Regions from separate parts of the Sus scrofa genome. Here all the other regions are linked to region 1. Evidence: chromatin contacts called from public HiChIP or PLAC-seq data. All regions are on one chromosome and are shown on one strand. The core of a region is the stretch at or near the end of the contact, and the rest is flanking DNA. Distances in the headings are between cores, read along the strand shown.

Region 1 (4,482 bases), core at 1,373-3,872:
ACTCCCATATATCACAAGTGCACCCCCCGCAATAAATAAATAAATTCTCATCAGTTTGGGGTACAGAGCAAGAATAGCTATAAACATCTTTAAATTCATTGAATGTTATTAGGTTAAATTAGTAACAATTCCTTTTTCAAGAGTACCAGGACTGGAGTTCCCATCATGGCGTAGCGGAAACAAATCCAATGAGGAACCATGAGGTTGCGGGTTCGATCCCTGGCCTCACTCAGTGGGTTAAAGATCCGGCATTGCTGTGGCTGTGGTGTAGGCTGGCAGCTACAGCTCCAATTCGACCCCTAGCCTGGGAACCTCCATAGGCCGTGGGTGCGGCCCTAAAAAACAAAACAAACAAACAAAAAAAGAGTACCAGGACTGAAACAATACTAGCTTTTATACATAGGTAGTAAGTATTTCTACTTACATTCTCTCATCTATTCCTCACAAAATCCCATGAACGTAGATGGGAACTATTTATTATTTTAATACATGAAAAAACTGAAACTCGGGGATGTTGAGTGACTTTCCCAGGATGAAACGGGCAGTAGGTGAACTGGCTCTGACACCAGGTCTGCTGGCAGCGTGTCATCAAAGTCTGCTTTTTAAAAATACTGACTGCTGCTTCAATTCTGCAAACTGTTAGTCAGTTACACGGTGCTTCTCAGTACCTCTCGCAGCTGTTCCACCAGTTCCTTCTCTTCTCTCATCTGTTCCATTTTTCTCCGAATCGTAAACTGTGGATCTATAGATTCCAGATTTCTCTGTGGTCTTAGAAACACTGTAACAGAAAGGGAAAAAAGTCTTTATGGAGAGCCCAGTCCAGGCTGCCCTATCAGGCTGTTCCTATTTAAATCAAATTGTTAATTTATCTGAAATAATTCATTTACCACTCACAGAAACCAGAAATTCTGACTTCATGTGAAAACGCTTGTTTCGAATGTGCTAAAGGTTATGTTTTCACTTATTCTGGATTGTGTGTCTGAAAAGCTGTACCTTCGGGGGACAATCCGCTGAATCCAGGAAGGAGAGGGCTGGGTCCTTGCTGACACCCTTCCCGACCCCTTCTCTCCTTTTCCCACTGGTTTCTGCCCAAGTTTTTGTCTATACAAGTTTCCATCTATAGGTGAGGTTCCACAAGCCTTTCATTAAATTCAGATAACTCATTTCGAGTAAGAAGTCAGGATTGCTTTACATGATAAAAACAAGCTGAGATTTGATCCCTGGCCCCGGGAACTTCCATGTGCTGCGGTAGCAGGAGGACAAAATCTGCCTTCTATCATGTCACTGACACCCTTATCCTAAACGTCAGCTCTTCAGGGATGACCCCAAACCCCTTTTAGAAAACTGGCAGGATGAGAGGATGCTTTAAGAGAGCCTCTTTGGCTTCAGGTCCTTAAAATTACAACCTCCAGGAACAGCAACTCACAGTGACGCTCCCTTTGGAAGGAGTTAAGCCTCTGACTGCAGAGAAAATAAATGGTCTCAACGCTGAAGGATGACAACTTTTAAAGACTAATTAATAAAGAAGGTACAAAATCTTCTATGTGTGGCAGAGTGGTTATAGCCATGTCGTTAGAATACAGAGCCCAAGGCAGATTTAAACTTGAATCTTTTTCTTCCTTGAGATGTTTATCTTAAGACTGTCAACGTTCTGTGCCCACCCTCTGCCAGGTGGGGGTGGTGGGGGGGGGGCGGAGGGGGCAGAGCAGTTAGGAGTTGTGGTTGGTTCCCCGTATCCCATAGATTTTCAGCTTGTGGGGGGAGGGGGGTAAGGGCTTCAGAATATTTTGGGCAGAGCACTCTAATTTTAAAAAGCAATGCCATGCAGAAGGCTTGCACTGACGTACTGCAATTCTAGAAATTTCGATCGCTGTATCTTCAACAATGTAGGGTAAGAAGATCATACAATTTTTATCCTATTCAGACAAAGACTTCCTACGAGCCACTCTAAAAGCTATTCCAATTTATTAGCTGTTTTTAAATAAGGCTTACAAACCTATCCACCATATAATCAATTATCCCACATTCACCCAACTGTATCATTTTACTCATTTGTTTATCTCGCTTTGGTTAGGTTTTGGCCACATTGCACTGTGTTGATGTGAGATCTCAGGTCTCCCACCAGGGATTGAACCCAGGCCGCCGCACTGAAAATGCAGAGTCCTAACTACTAGACCACCAGGGAACTCTCCCAACGGCGTCATTTTCATCTCAACTTGTATCTTTGAACCAAAACACCTGAATAAATGTCTTGCATTACACGCCCGTCTCAGTATTTTCTTTGTAACTCAGTTCTGGGATATGTGAATCAGCACTCTGGTGCACTAGCGAGAACCCGAAAGCTGACACATCTTAAGAAACTCTTGACTTACAGGGTAAAGGAAAGGGGGTGATCTACACTGATCTGTGTGGTACACTGTACCTTCTGGACCTCAGACAGGTTCTGCCTCAAGGCACCCAAGGAAGTCACAGGCAGAAAGAGCCAAAGGCTAGTCACCAAGGCCCACAAATACCAAACCCCGCAGGAAATGAGACCGGCTGTTTTAAAAATTAAAGGCAGGGCAAGCAAAGGAAGTAGAGTAGGGTGACTGGCAGGGAGAGATGAGAAGCTCACCGAGCAGAGGGAAATGAGGAAGAGTCTGACAACCTAAGAAGCAGGGGAGACACTGGAAATGCAGGAAATTTGCCTTTGCACCACATGAAGCCCTACCCCCCCCAAATCTATGCATTTAAACAGCGACCAAAAGAGATTATATATTAAAATGGAAAATGGAGAAATAATCCACATCCCCAAAGAAGAGACGTCAACCAAACGGACCAAGCCCAGGAGTGTGGACCGAGTTGAGTAATACACACACTGACCAGCAAGGGGAGCCCAACACCGTTTAAACAAATCCAATGTTTTCTTTGGAGGTTTTATTTTCCTTTGCCTTTTTCTTTTCTGGGGGCAATCTTATCTAATACTGCCTGTCTAATATTTTCAATATGTTTTTATTGGCAGATTTCATTCTGAATACGAAACTATCAGGAAGTTAAATTAACTGTGAGCTTTTGGTTAACAGCACACTATTCAAATACCGACGCCTTGTTAGAGCCCTCTATGAGATAACGAGATAATGCAGTGATGTCTGCATTTCAATTTCCTGGCATTGCTTTCCCTTTTAAATTCCTGTACATCTTAAAAAATACAAAATGCGGAGTTCCCGTCGTGGTGCAGTGGTTAACAAATCCGACTAGGAACCATGAGGTTGCGGGTTCGGTCCCTGCCCTTGCTCAGTGGGTCAAGGATCCGGCATTGCCGTGAGCTGTGGTGTAGATTGCAGATGCAGCTCGGATCCTGAGTTGCTGTGGCTCTGGCCTAGGCCAGTGGCTACAGCTCTGATTGGACGCCTAGCCTGGGAACCTCCATATGCCGCGGGAGCGGCCCAAGAAATAGCAAAAAGACAAAAAAAAAAAAAAAAAAAAAAATACAAAATGCATGCTTGACTATTTGCTTTATCCACGGAAGCGATTAAAAAGCACGAAAACACATGGGAGCTGTTGTTTTTAAAACAAACACTTCAGGAGTTCCCGCTGTGGCTCAGCAGTTAAAGAGCCCGACTAGTATCCTCAATCCCTGGCTCAGTGGGTTAAGGATCCGGCACTGCTGTGAGCTGTATGTAGTCCCAGATGCGGCTTGGATCCGGCGTGGCTGTGGCTGTGGTGTAGGCCTGCAGCTGCAGCTCCGATTCAACCCCTAGCTTGGGAACTTTCATATGCCACGGGTGAGGCCCTAAAAAAAAAAGACCCCCCAAAAAAGGGGACACTTCAAATGTACATACAATTATTGGAAACCTGACTATAATACTACTAGCTTTCTAAATGGATTAGTTATCATAGTATATATAAGAACTTTTTAATGATTTTTATTTTTTCCATTATAGCTGGTTTACAGTGTTTATATATGAATTGAAAACAAACTATTTAGACTGATAATAAATCTACAGAGCAAGTTTATTATGACAAAATAATTTTAACTGGGACCATTTATGGTGGCTCTGATTATATTACCTATAGTTTTTTTTTTTCTTTCAAGTCATATTTAAATAATAAATGCAGTGACCAGCCTGATCAAAGTTTCAAGAAACGAGTCCACGGAGGAATTATTCTGGTTTTCCTTAATTTCATATCACTGCATTTCAAGAACTCCCCTACTTAATTCTGGGGAATGAAAATTTAGCTTGAGGCTCTACAGGACAATATTAAGAGCCACCCCGTTAACACATTATTTTTCAAATCAGATGCCACCCTGGTTGTGTAAATAAGAAGAAAACAAGAGGGGCAAGGGAGCAGAGTGAGTGTCTGAGTGTCTATATGAACGTGTGTGTGTGTGTGTGTACACTAGTGTCCATGAAGACGCAGGTTCGATATCTGGCCTCACTCAGTGCGTTAAGGATCCTGCGCTGCCCTGGTTGTGGCGTAGGCCAGTGGCTACAGCTCCAA
Region 2 (4,482 bases), core at 1,069-3,568, 240 kb after region 1:
ATCACGTGGCTTATGAGTAATGGAGCCAGGACCAGACCGTGCCGCCTTATTCCCAGTTCTGCGCTCCGTTCATGACGTCGTGCAGTGTCTCCCCTTGGCAGGGAGCCCTGCTCCTGAACTGGACATTTCAGCTTTCTGTGCACCACGTGTACACAACACTTCAGTGAATGTTAAATATTATTTAGATTCGACAGGCAACTCTCACTGACCAGGCATCCCCACCCCTACCCCAGTCCCGAACTAAAATAAAATAATCAAAACAAAGCCACTGATGAAAACAAATGAGCAAAACCATCAACCACACTCCCAGAGGATCTGCAGAGTATCAGGAACAGGATGGAGGGCTGGAGAGTCACTGAGGCTGCCTTTAGATCCGTGCTCTGCCACTTACCTGCTTAGGGCCCTTGGCAACTGAGTCCTCTCTCCCTTCACTTCCTCATGTAGAAAATAAACGAAGAGTTGTGTGTGTTGAGAGAGTTCAATGAATTCTGGTACACAAGCCAAATATTCAGTTGACTTTAGCTTTTTGTGTGAGTATGTGTTTTTTAGGCTGCACCCGCAGCACATGGGAGTTCCCAGGCTAGGGGTCTAATTGGAGCTGTAGCTGCCGGCCTACACCACAGCCACAGCAACTCGGGATCCGAGCCTCGTCTGCAACCTGCACCACAGCTCGTGGCAACGCCGAATCCCTGACCCACTGATCGAGGCCAGGGATCAAACCTGTATCTTCGTGGATACCAGTTGGATTTGTTTCCACAATGGGAACTCCCAATTTTAGTTATTATTGAAGGATTATTTCCATTTTCCGGATTGGACTGTTTACAGTGGTGCAATTCCCTACACCATTAAAAATGTTTCTTTTTACTAGCTATGATCTTTTGACAGATGATTTCGTTAAAGTAAAGCTTATTTCACTTGCTATGCTATATATAGCCACAGAACCTGCTCGTTCCTCTTTTTATGTGTGTGTGTCTCTCTCTTTTGATTTCGCAGTTAAAAACTAGTTTCAGGGCTATTGCTCCACATAAGAGTAAGCCCTTCTGTGCTTTCCACATGTCACAGTTCTGAGGTTCGGAGGCTCAAGGTAGGAAACTCTTTAAAGAGCTGGCGAAGACTCTTATTAATACAGAAAAAGGAAGCCCTGCCTATTTACTTCTCAGAGGAAGCTGTTCTTTAAACAGACTCCCCCAAAGGGAAGCTGGGTCTTGGGGCGTTGCTTGGCTTCGATCACTGTTATTTCCTCCTAAATGGTTCTGTCCCTCTGACCTCTGTCTCCTTTAATACCGATTTATGATGCAAATGCCCCTTGATAGATCAGAGAACTGACAGTGCCTTCTGGCCCTCTGGCTTCTGTATCCCCAAAGAGCTAATAGCAATCACATCTCACTGAGCTCCTGGATTCTCCTTTTCACTGTTGGATGCAGTGGTATTTCTCCTTTCTCTTCATACCTACATTCCCCTAGTCGAGTGGGATTTGCCTGGTCCTTAGACAATGGTTCCATCAGACAGCGTTTACTTTCTTACCTATAAGTGTACAGAATGTCTCTCTCTCTGAGCAAGGGATTAGATCCTTATTTGGAAGAAGTCAGCAAATAGATTCATAGGAGATCTTTGAACTAAGGGGCTTAAGAACATCTACCATTAAGACACAATTTGAAAGTGAAACTTGGCAGAAAGTTTCCTAAAAAAAAAAAAAAAATTAAGTGTGGGTGTTTCCTAGTAGCTCAGAGGGTTAAGGATCCAGTATTGTCACTCCTGTGGCTCTGGTTACAGCTGTGGTACAGGGTCGATCAGTGGCCTAGCAACTTCCCCATGCTGTGGGTGCAGCAAAAAAAAAAAAAAAAAAAAAAAAAAAAAAAAAATTTAAGTGGAGTAGTCAGCAAATTTGACTGTTACCCATGACAACCTTGAGTTTAGTAAAAAAGGAGAATCTCAAAACAGGCGCCTGTCATTTCCTAGGCATGTGACCCCTCCAGGGATTAACAACTGTGATTTGGGTGTTTAGACAGAAACTTGGGCTGGTGTTGCACTACAGCGTCCTGGTAAAACTGCACATCCACAGTCTGGTATATTTCTTTTAAATTCAAACCACATGGAGTGACTTATTAAATAAGCATATGTCATAACATATTTGGGTCACTATCGGGCAAACTGAGAAGTTGGCAGCAGATCTCGTAAAAGTTACTCAATTGTCTGGTAAGCAAGGCGGCCTTTGAAAGCCTGGCCACTTGCCATTTCTTTAAGCCCTTGATGGGAGCAGCTGCAGGACAGATGAGGACTGAGAAAGTTGCTCTTCTTTCCTAAACGGGTGAGGATAGGGCTTGGGGTCAAGCCAGAGATATGTGTCTACACAGCATCTAAGGAGAATGAGGCCCAGCCAGGTCCCACCCTTTGCACCAGTTTGTTGCAGTGATGGGTGCAAAGCCAAATGACTACCCAGGCACCTGGGCCTCAACTCCTTACCTCTGCAGCTTTAAGGGGCACAGGAAGGGCTGTTGGGTTAATTGGGAGCTGGTTCTTGAAACTTTCGTCTTTCCTTACTTCCCTATTTTATAAAAGCAGTCACTTACACATGATAAAAATGATTAAATATCCCCCCAATACACTAATCTATCCCCCTTTCTGGTATCATAGCAGCCAGGAAATACAAAAGTAATTATCGAGACACTGGTCTTTTTTTTTTTTTTCGGACTGCACCTGTGACATATGGAAGTTCCAGGCTAGGGGCTGAATCAGAGCTATAGCTGCTGACCTACACCACAGCCACAGCAACTCGGGATCCGAGCCATGTCTGCACCACAGCTCTCAGCACCACCAGATCCTTAACCCCTGAGTGAGCCCAGGGATCGAGCCCATGTCCTTGTGGATATTAGTTGGGTTCGTTAACCACTGAGCCACAACGGGAACTCCTCTGTTGAGACATCTGGATTTGCAGGTTGATGAGAAGTCTCTCTGCATTTCTGTGATTATTGCGACTGCTCCTGATGACAGTAGGAAAATAGGTCTGTATGTTTAAAGTCAACAGGCCAGACTCTGATCTCATCTGTACAGCTACTGCTATGGCCTTTCCAGTACGTGTAGTGTGGCAGGAAGAAATTAGGAGAGCCTGGGAAGAGAGACACAGCAGAAAGGAGGAAATTGGGAGTTCTCTGGTGGATCAGTGGGTTAAGGATCCAGTGTTGTCACCAATGTGGCTCAAGTTCCCTATCTGGCCTGGGAACTTCCACATGTCATGATGAGGCTAAAAAAAACCCAAAAAAACAAAAAACAAAAAAACAAAAACAAAAACAAATAAAAAAGACATTGTCAGATTTCTCAAATACTCTAGCAGAGTCAGTAAATACAGGATTGAAATGTGCACAGAGCTTTTATTTATTTGTTTATTTAGTTTTGCTTTTTAAAGGCTGTCCCTGTGGCATATAGAAGTTTCCAGGCTAGGAGTCAAATTGGAGTTGCAACTGCCAACCTACACAACACCGGATCCTTAACCCCACTGAGCAGGGTCAGGGATCAAACCCTCATCCTTCTGGACACTAGTCAGGTTCATAACCCGCTGACCCAAGACAGGAACTCCTGCATGGAGCTTTTAAAAACAACTTTATTGAAGGATAATTGGTGTTCCCTAAGCCTCACATACTTAAAGCGCATAGTTTGATAAGTTTTCACACATGTACACCTCTTGAAAGCATCACCACCATCAAGCTAAGAAGCACGCCCATCGCCCTGAAATTTCCCGCTGCTTCTTTGTAACCCGTCTCCTCACCCCCTCATCTGTCCTTCCCAGGCAATTACAGATCAGTCACCATAAATTAGTTTGCATTTTCTAGAATTTTATATACATGAAATCATACAGTGTGTACTCTTTTTTTTTTTTTTTTTCAAACCTGGGTTCCTTATTTTGAGAACTGGCCTAATTAATTGCGATTGACTCATTCATGTTGGAGCGTGTATCAGATAGCTTTGTCTTTGTTTGCTTCTCTCTCTGTCTCCCCACTCCACCCCCTGCCCCTTTCGCTTTTTTGCTGAGTCGTTTTCCGTTGTGGATATACCGTGGTTGTAGATCTCTCTTTATCTCTTCTGTTGGTAGACATTTGGGTTGTTTCTAGTTTTTAGTTTATACAATTAAAGCTCTTTTGAATATTCATGTTCGTATCTTTGTATGAACATGGGTTTTCCTTTTTTTGTGTTCAGGATTTTTTACTTTTTATTTATTTTATTTTATTTTTTATAGTGATTTTAATTTTTTCCATGATAGCTGGTTTACAGTGTTCTGTCAGTTTTCTACGGCACAGCGAGGTGATCCAGTCACACGCACATGTATACATTCTTTTTTCTCACATTCTCCTGCTCCATCACAAGTGACCAGACATAGTTCCCAGTGCTATACAGCATGATCTCACTGCTTATCCATTCCAAAGGCAATAGTTTGCATCTATGAACCCCAAATTCCCAGTCCATCCCACTGCCTATTTTTTTATTTTT
Region 3 (4,482 bases), core at 1,402-3,901, 230 kb after region 1:
AAAAGCCAGCAACTTTATTTAGACTAGTGTCTGAACGAATACATATTTGCCCAGAGTCCTTTAAACTTGACTTGGGAATTCCTGTTGTGGCTCCATGGTAACGAACCCGACTCGGATCCATGAGGACACAGATTTGAACCCTGGCTTCGCTCAGTGCTATGTCTGTGGCGCAGGCTGAAAGCTGCAGCTCCAATTCGACCCCTCACCTGGAAATTTTCATATGCCATGGGTGTGGCCCTAAAAATACACACACACACACACACACACACAGGACTTGACTTGTCCAGGAAAGTAGGACTTGGAGCCAGATTCTTCGTGTGGTGTCCACAGTCAAAACAGGGAAGGGGACTAGCCTGAGGTCACACCTATTGTTTGCTTCCTGTTAGGCCTGACCTTGCCTTAGCAGTCAGGGTGTCCAACAGACCATGTCAAGAATGGCCTTTTCTCCACTTTTGTCTTAAGGGATGACGTGTTTAAAATAGTCACACATTTCTACAAAGAGGATGAGAACTCTCAATCCAGTGTGAAGCTTTTATTGTAAGGTCTGATGAGCTGCTTAAATTTTCCACTAACCAGCCCATATCCATTTCCCACCTTTTTCTGTCATGCTCTGTTCCTGACATGCTTTTAAGGGTTCAGTATTGACTGAGCTAGAGTTCGGGGCAATAAAATTCTAGACCATCTAAGCCCTTGCAACCCAGTGGCCTCCACATCACCTGGAATTTGTTAGCAAAGTTAAAACTCAGGCTGCACCCAAACCTCATGAACTAAGAATCTGCATTTCAACGGGCTTCCAAGCAATTGCGGTTTTTGAAAAGTTCTCTTGTAACCCAAGGATTATTGAGATTTTAGATAATATTCCACATGCAGAGCCTAGCTCAAAAGGATTAAGACAGGACAGGGGCGCCTTTAAAAAATATATATTGAAAAACAGTTGATTTACCGTGTGTTAATTTCAGCTACACAGCAAAGTGACTCAGTTATACATATATGTTCGTTTTCATATTCTTTTTCATTATGGTTTGTCAGAGGATACTGAATACAGTTCCCTGTGCCATACAGTAGGCCCTTATACATACTGGTTTGCCTCTGCTAACCCCAAACTCCCAGGCCTTCTCTTCCCCCTTCCCCCTCCCCCTGGCAATCACGAATCTGTTCTCTCTGTGAGTACGTTTTTGTTTGGTAGAAAGGTGCGTTGGTGCAGAGGGATTTTTCTACTCCAGGGCTCTCCCCTTGCCAACACCCTGGCGGGGTGTGCTGCTCTGCCGCCCGGAAGCCCACCTGGCGGTGGCAGCCTCACACTGGGTGTCTGCCTTTCATGCATACTGCTGGCGGGGCAGGGAAACCTTGAACCTGGGCTGCAGCGGGGCGGGTGGCCGGGGAGGCAGCGTTGCTCTGGGGCACAAAGGTTCTGAGGACACCTAGATGAACGGACGTCAATGGCGCCTTGGCCCTGGGGCCTGGTGTTGCTCCGCTTTCCCTGCCACCAGTTTGGACATCAGGAAAACGCCAAGAACCAGCAGATCCTGAACTGGCTCCTCATTCCACCGAATGGCGGGTAGCAGTTCAACTTCAGGCCCTGGGCAAGTGCGAGGTGAAGGTCGCGCAGGCGCACGACGCCCTCCACCCCCCTCTCTGGCCACGCCCAGTGACCCCGCCGCGGCCCTCGCGACCTGCCCCACGTTCATCACCTGGTCTCCACTGTACCCCAGCGACGTCCCCTGCAACTGCGAGGGGCTTCTGGTGGACCCAGATGGTGCGCCCGAGCTCAGGTACAGCCGTCGACATGGAACGTGACACGTGACATTGAAGCTCTGCGGGTCCCAGGCCCCCGGCTGTGCCCGTGTGCCCCTCCATCCCCTGCCGCTTGGCAGTCACAGCGCGGCCCTCTGGAGATTTACCCATGGAGGTGTTTCTTCTAAACCCGCAGGCGGGACCGCCTGATGTCCAGGAAAATCCCCCGAGATGGGCCCTGGTCCTGTCCCTCCTGGCCTCCCCTTCCCCACAGTTCCTCATTAACAAGGTGTCGGAAAGACAGGACAGAGGATCAATTTTGAGAAGTAGTTCAGTGACGGGCTGATGAAAGCGGCGGAAATTTGGGTTATAGCCCTCTTTAGTAGTCCTTCGTCTCAGGCAGCTTCGTGAAATCCTGTTCTGTTTTCTCTCTCCAGCCCAACACTAAAAAATCGGGTGGGAAGATCCTTTTTCATTCAGTCAAAACCAGCCTATTTTTTTTTTTTTTTAATTTTATGGCCACACCTCCTGGGCCAGGGATTGAATCTGAGTCACAGCTGTGGCCTAGACTGCATATGTGGCAATTCTGGATCCTTTAACCCGCTGCTGCCAGGCGGGGATCTAACCCGCACCTCTACTGTGACCCAAGCCGCTGCAGTCAGATCCTTAACCCATTGCCCATAGCTGGAACTCAAAACCCAAACATTCTTTAAGTGTCATACAGAAAAAAGAGAAGGCTGGCGGGAGGAACTGAGAAGTGGTTGGTAAATTAGCCAGAATTTAGTAACTGGTGACGTGAGGCCGGGGTAGGGAGTGGGGTTGAGGAAGAGGGTGGAAATGAGATGCTTTCTCAGTTTGTAGCCTGTATGGCTGGGTTGAAGTGGTGCCTTCACACTAAGTGAGACAGAGGAGATAGAGGAAGTGCTGATTTAGGGAAGAAGAGGATGCGTTTCAGCACTGCTGAGGCTGAGCTAGACACTGTGTGGGCATTTAGATATATGAGTCTGAAGTTTAGGAAATGAATAATAATAAAAAAGAACCAACCAGGAAACATATGATTGATCTGGAACTGCAGTGGGGGAGTACGTGGCTTGTTCCTCTACATTTGGGGATAAAATAAAGGTCACTGCCCTCCTGACAACGTGTAAGCTTGAGTGGCATCAGGTCCGCTCTGCACTGGTTGTCCTCCTGGGAACGGGGCTGGGTCCTCACCTTTCTTCTCCTTTTGCTAGAGTGTGTCCTGCCTCCACACCCCCGCTGGAGGCTCCTCGGCCCTGGCCAGGATGAGTAGGCTGTGGCTGGCCCACTTCCCATCGGTCGCCGTTCCTGGATGTCACAGGTAAGCCTTTGGTTTTTGGATTTTCACGTCAGTCCCTATAGGAAATAAGAGGAGGATAAACATCAGAGCAAGAAGAGAAGTGGTCTCCCGTGTTTCTTTGGGGAGTAAATAGATTTTTCTGAACCATCCTGGTTGGCATTTTTCCTAGACACCAGAAGGGCCCCTTGGGAATTAAATGGGAACCCTATTGGCTGACTCGAGTGAGGGTAAAAACCAAGAGAATCCTAATAATGAAAACGATGTTATGTACTTTTCTCCTGGATTAACGGGTTGCTCTCCGTTGTTGTTGTCATTAATTCCCCTCTTTCTTTTAGCTTTGTTTTGTTGTCCTGTTTTATTTTGTTCTTTATTCTTATTTGTCCCCTCGGAACCAAATCTTGACTCTTGCACAAAATCTGATGCATGTGATCTGCATACCATCTGAGAGGTCTCCTTGTTGCTCTGGAGGGTGAAACCAGAGCCTCCCACCGTAGGTATTATGAGCACGGGGCTACGGGACTCAGATAAATGAATTCCAAATGCTGCCCTGTGCGGGATGAATAACAGTTCCTTGCGCTAAACAGGATATAGGATCCATGTGACATTTCGTGCTGAGAAATAAAGTGTCACAAGCCAGGCAAATGGCTTGTGGTTTTGCCACTTTCCTCTCAAATGATAGCAATATTCATTTTCCTCTTCTTCTTGACAAAGAAAAGAAAAAAAAAACAACTTGATCATCAGCCTTTTTGCTTTCCTTCAAAGATTTCGTGCAGCATGAAGTAAGGCTGACATTTTATAAGTGAACTTCAGGAATAAAAAGGCTAACCTGAACAGTTTTACATATATATATATATATATATATATATTTTTTTTTTGTCTTTGCCTTTTCTAGGGCTGCTCGCATGGCATATGGGGGTTCCCAGGCTAGGGGTCTAATCGAAGCTGTACTTGCTGGCCTACGTCACAGCCACGCGGGATCCGAGCCACGTCTGTGACCTACATCACAGCTCACAGCAACACCAGATCCTTAACCCACTGAGCGAGGCCGGGGATGGAACCTGCAACCTCATGGTTCCTAGTTGGATTTGTTAACCACTGCGCCACTATGGGAACTCCAGTGAACAGTTCTTCTCAATTGGTCAACTTTCACCCTAAGTTACTCTAGTAGCTCAGGTGGAAGTCATTTCTTCTGATTTATTGGAATAGTTGAAATGTGGTGATAGTTTCTTGGGAAGACTTTCAGGGAAATCCTTTGGATTTTTCAAATTAGGCATAAACATTACCCTTTATATTTGATTGCTGGGAGTTCCCATCGTGGCACAGCAGAAACGAATCTGACTAGGAACTGTGAGGTTGTGGGTTCGACCCCTGGCCTCACTCAGTGGGTTAGGGATCTGGCGTTGCCGTGAGCTGTGGTGTAGCTCACAGAT
Region 4 (4,482 bases), core at 1,471-3,970, 150 kb after region 1:
GCCATTATTCTTCTTCACTTAATTTAGGAAGGGTGTTAAGGACTCTTGCTCTGAAAAGGCAACATTCACTCCTTCCTTCCTTCCTTCCTCCCCCGCCCCATCTCTGCCTTTTTTTTTTTTTTTTTTTTTTTTTTTTGGTCTTTTTAGGGCCCCACCTGCAGCATATGGAAGTTCCCAGGCTAGGGGTCGAATCCGAGCTGCAGGTGCTGGCCTACACCACAGCCACAGCAACGTAGGATCCAAGCCACGTCTTCGACCTACACCACAGTTTACCACAACACCAGATCCTTAACCCACTGAGCGAGGCCGGGGATCGAACCCGCGTCCTCATGGATACTAGTCAGGTTCTTAACCCGCTGAGCCACAACGGGAACTCCAGCATTCAGTTTTTCTTAGTCTCCTCCCCCAACCCCCAAAAAGAGTAAAATAAAAAATCACCTCCACACTCTATGCCTAACTTCTGGTTTGTAGGAAATACAGGGGCAGGAGAAAACTGAATGGCTCCAAGGGAAACAATCCACCAGACACATCCCCAGGGTGGAAGAGTCTCCAAGGCAAGCAGCCGGGTCTCTTTAAAAAGTCACTGTCGTAGAAAAAAAGGTCAGAGAGCTGTTCCAGATTCTAAAACAAAAGAGCCCTTATGGCCGTACCATTGCAATGCATGAACACTGACTGAATCTTAGTGCAGGGAAAAGACAATCACGAAAGACATTTTGGAGAAACAGGGAGATGTGAATACAGACTGGTGATCAGGGATCATGAGAAAAGTCTTAGTACCTTTCGTATTTTGAAATGTTACTGTGGTTAGGTAGGACAATGTCTTTATTTTTGAGACAGATGGTTAACCAAGTTGGGGGCAAGCATCATGAGGTTTGCCTGCCCCAATGTGACAACATAGATTGTTCAGGAAAAAAATATACATATACATACCCCCCCCACTCAGATAAAGCATATGCAGCATCACGTCAACAATTAAGGAATCGAGGCAGTAAATACAAACATGGAAGTTCACTGTACTATTCCTTCAATTTCTCTCTGTTGGAATTTTTTATAATAAAAAGCTGTGCAGGGCGGAGGTGGCAATGCTGCTGAGACTTTAAACACGGGAACAGCAAGTAAGTACATCTCTAAGGAAACTCAAAAGAGTGAACAAGGAAAGGTACGTATTATTTATCATGTAACTAGCAGAGACATTTAATCAGACTAATAGGTAACTTATTTATATCTGAACGCTGCTACCACTTTCACTACCTTAAGATTTGCAGGAGTTATCTGCTCTAATCTGTCCCGGGTTTGCTATGTAAATAAAAACCACTTCACCATAGCAAAACTGTATGGTTCTGGTTTTCAGGCTTTCATGAACAGCATGTTGTAAATTGTAAATTACTCCAAGATCAGCCAGTCAGGAAAAATCAAAGAGCTCAGCATTTATAATTCTGTCTGAGATACATGACTGGATTTACCCATGAGGGAGCAATACAGCCTCAAGTTTGCACATTCCTTTAATTTCCTCATATCAAATTATATCTAAATATCCCCAGAGCACTCATAATCATAGCCCCACCATTTATTAACTTAGTCATACCAAAAATTAAATAGAAATGCTAAGACTAATTTCAGCAACCGAGATACAAAGAGAAATTATTAATTTCATGCATCGTGCATAATAATGGAAGTGATTTACGTATTTTTACCTTCTTTCATAGCTCTCTGACCTGCGCTAAGATTCTAATTTCAAGTCTGTACTATCACAGATTTGTTCACAATACGGGAGATATGTTTCAACTGTTCACCAATAAAACCAATGGCATTTAATGAAATTTACCAAAAGTCTGCTATAAAACAATAATAACAATGTCCTCCTCTAAAATTTGTCTCTAATTCCTAACTAATCAAAGAAAGCATTTACTAAGAAGCGCATTCATAAATCAGGGACAACCTAAAATTTAGCTTGAGTCAAACACTTTCTCTCAGGAATCTATAATTATGTTCCAGCACCCTATTTTCTTCTGATTCTTCTTCTAAAATGTCTTTTGCGGAGTTCCTGTCGTGGTTCAGCCAAAACGAACTAGTATCGATCTGAGTCGTATCAATGAGGATGCAAGTTCGATCCCTGGCCTCGCTCAGTGGGTTAAGGATCCACCGTTGCCATGAACTGTGGTGTAGGTTGAAGATGGGGCTCGGATCCCACATTGCTGCGGCTGTGGTGTAGGCTAGTCTGGGAACCTCCATATGCCAAGGGTGCGGCCCTAAAAAAGACAAAAAAAAAAGTCTTTCACTTATAACAAGGTTATCAGAAGTGTCCTGAAAAGCTGTCTAACCTGCCTTATTTCATCAATGCCAAAAAAAATCAGTTGTCAAGCTTCAACATGTTTTCACTTAATCAGCATTACAATCACAGGCAGTGCGACCTATGAGGCCCTTTTGATGGCTCAGGGCATATTTGAGGATAGTGTTTCCTTTCGAAGAATTGCCATTCCAGGGACTAAAGAAAGTGTGGCCCATGAATGGAGCCAAGGACCAAGATGGCGCTCCAGACCAGGCGTCCACTCTTCCCTAGAATCGGGGCCAGTGGAGACAGGAAGCTTTACCTTCAGCGAGATCGGCTATGCTGTTGTCAGAACATTTACAACTCCAGCAATCCGGATGGTTAGAGAAAGGTCTAGACCTATAACCCTCGTCCAGTATCTGTCATGAGCTGTCTGATCCTCAGCAAACCACACAATAACTAGGGTCTGAGCTAGAAGCCACGACTACGGTTATTTCACGGCCAACTTCTCATTTTCCTAATAAAGAAACCGAGATCGAATGCGAGTCATGGTCCCTCTGTGGAAGCGGAGACAAGCCACATCTATACACTGCGTCTAATGGTCCTTTCAGCTTGGGGAGAGTCAAGGGTAGGAAAAGCTGCTCTAGACAGCAAAGGGTGACAAGACCCCAGCCCCGCCCCCAAGACTTATTGCACAACTGTCACAGACTTCCTTAGCCTAGGGAGGGAGTCCATCAAAGTTGGCCAAATGAAATAACAAATGAAGGAAGTTCTCTTCCGCCTCTGCCGGGGCTGTCCTGGACCGCCAAGCACATGTGTCAGCAGCCTTGGACCCCATGTGTGACCTTTCCGAAGATCTTCAAGGGCAACAATTACCATGTGGAGTTGGCAAAAAGTGCCGTTTCTGTGGCCACACCCACCGATCTTTCTCCCCGCCTGTCATTCTCTCTTCCCCTCTCTTTATTTTTTATGACCATTGACTTTGTATCTCCTCCAAGTCAAGCTATTTCTAGATGTTAGATTGGCAATACATGTTATCCTGGTGAGAAGAATGCATCGTGCTTTGAAGGTTTCAAACCTCAAAATGAAAAGTGAAAATAAACTTGAAAGTGCAGGAATTCCTGCTGTGGCTTAGTGGATAAGGATTCCGTGTGGCCACAGCTATGGCCTAGGTGGCAGCTGCAGCTCAGATACGATTCCTGGTTTGGGAACTTTCATATGCCTCGAGCATGGTCGAGAAGAAAAAAAAAAAAAAAAAAGTGCAATTTTCCCCCCAGGACTGGAAAGAGTCCTGCCTGAGATCGGGGAGCCCACAAAGTCAAGAAAATTCTTAAAATGGACACCTGCGAAGCACAACCAAACGCGAATGTATGGTTTAGATTGAAAAGGCGGAAAAATACATTTACAAAGACTTAAACCACAGTCTTCACGGTTTGTTCCTTCAGCTGGAAAGGCTTTTTTTAGTACTGCAATTACATTTATCATTCTTGGAAGGGCATAAATGACAATGTTTATTCTTATCCGTAGTAAATCCAGTTACAATGAAAAAGAGACAGAGAGCTGTAACCTAAAGAGTGAAAATTACTGAAATAAACAAGACACATGAAGGTAAAGTATACGCAGACACACGAATTTCAGGTCACATTCATGTCTACAAAACGGCTGCAAGGTACAGAAATACTAAATGTTTTCTTACGAGTAGCAAAAATACAAGTGCCAGCAGCTCTTAAGACATCATACTTAACAAGGAGATCCCAAATGTTTTGAAATATACATCAGGAACTCCACCAAGTTGTTCCTACTCATTTCCAAAACCTTACTAATCATGAGAGAAAAAGACATCTGTTCATTATAAAAGCTGGAAACGTTTCCAGGTACCTATGAAAAACGCAGTTCTCTTAAAGAACTACTTCTTCTCAATGTCACTATTACCCTATAAATTTCTCTTTCCATGTCACTCGTGAAGCAAACTGAGAATTCTCTGCGCTTTAATTGCGGAGTTGTATGGAAGCAGTTTGAGGAAGGACCTTTTAGAGCAAGCTGAAATATACTTCTCCATCAGTTCCCAAATGACCCACAAATTCCTTCCATATTTTACAGACAGCCTCATCTCAGGAAGATCCCTTTTTTTTAATGACAACTGGTGCTTTGTAAAACATTATTAAATAGGTACCATGTGCGTTTTGTCTCTAAAATTGTCAGCTGGAGTTCCC

Evidence for each region. HiChIP or PLAC-seq counts read pairs in DNA pulled down with a chosen protein or histone mark.
Region 2: a contact with region 1 is called in an H3K27ac HiChIP or PLAC-seq map of alveolar macrophages, with 10 times the contacts expected there. The contact joins two enhancer-like sites. A contact is called at or near these places in 1 of 5 promoter capture datasets (liver), 22 of 47 Hi-C or Micro-C datasets (adipocytes, adipose tissue, alveolar macrophages and 13 more) and 2 of 2 datasets of contacts at active chromatin or transcription factors (alveolar macrophages and skeletal muscle).
Region 3: an H3K27ac HiChIP or PLAC-seq map of alveolar macrophages shows a contact between it and region 1. The contact joins two enhancer-like sites. A contact is called at or near these places in 1 of 5 promoter capture datasets (liver), 19 of 47 Hi-C or Micro-C datasets (adipocytes, adipose tissue, alveolar macrophages and 11 more) and 2 of 2 datasets of contacts at active chromatin or transcription factors (alveolar macrophages and skeletal muscle).
Region 4: an H3K27ac HiChIP or PLAC-seq map of alveolar macrophages shows a contact between it and region 1. The contact joins two enhancer-like sites. A contact is called at or near these places in 2 of 2 datasets of contacts at active chromatin or transcription factors (alveolar macrophages and skeletal muscle).

The regions. Positions count from the first base shown.
Region 1 is chr11:20,718,764-20,723,245 of Sscrofa11.1, forward strand. LRCH1 (leucine-rich repeat and calponin homology domain-containing protein 1) reads right to left here. Exons shown (of 20, transcript XM_013980521.2): 17 at 669-778. Among named protein-coding and RNA genes, the nearest start is that of ESD, 69 kb to the left of the region's middle. Within about 2 kb of position 2,623, at least 7 of the 83 cell types and tissues checked have an H3K27ac peak or open chromatin away from gene starts, as enhancers often do. A contact at or near this core is called in adipose tissue and alveolar macrophages, where this site is marked.
Region 2 is chr11:20,964,048-20,968,529 of Sscrofa11.1, forward strand. No RefSeq gene overlaps it. Among named protein-coding and RNA genes, the nearest start is that of RUBCNL, 29 kb to the right of the region's middle. Within about 2 kb of position 2,319, at least 32 of the 83 cell types and tissues checked have an H3K27ac peak or open chromatin away from gene starts, as enhancers often do. A contact at or near this core is called in adipose tissue and alveolar macrophages, where this site is marked.
Region 3 is chr11:20,946,215-20,950,696 of Sscrofa11.1, forward strand. No RefSeq gene overlaps it. Among named protein-coding and RNA genes, the nearest start is that of LRCH1, 42 kb to the left of the region's middle. Within about 2 kb of position 2,652, at least 11 of the 83 cell types and tissues checked have an H3K27ac peak or open chromatin away from gene starts, as enhancers often do. A contact at or near this core is called in alveolar macrophages, where this site is marked.
Region 4 is chr11:20,868,416-20,872,897 of Sscrofa11.1, forward strand. All of the region lies in intron 1 of LRCH1 (leucine-rich repeat and calponin homology domain-containing protein 1), which reads right to left. Among named protein-coding and RNA genes, the nearest start is that of LRCH1, 36 kb to the right of the region's middle. Within about 2 kb of position 2,721, at least 21 of the 83 cell types and tissues checked have an H3K27ac peak or open chromatin away from gene starts, as enhancers often do. A contact at or near this core is called in alveolar macrophages, where this site is marked.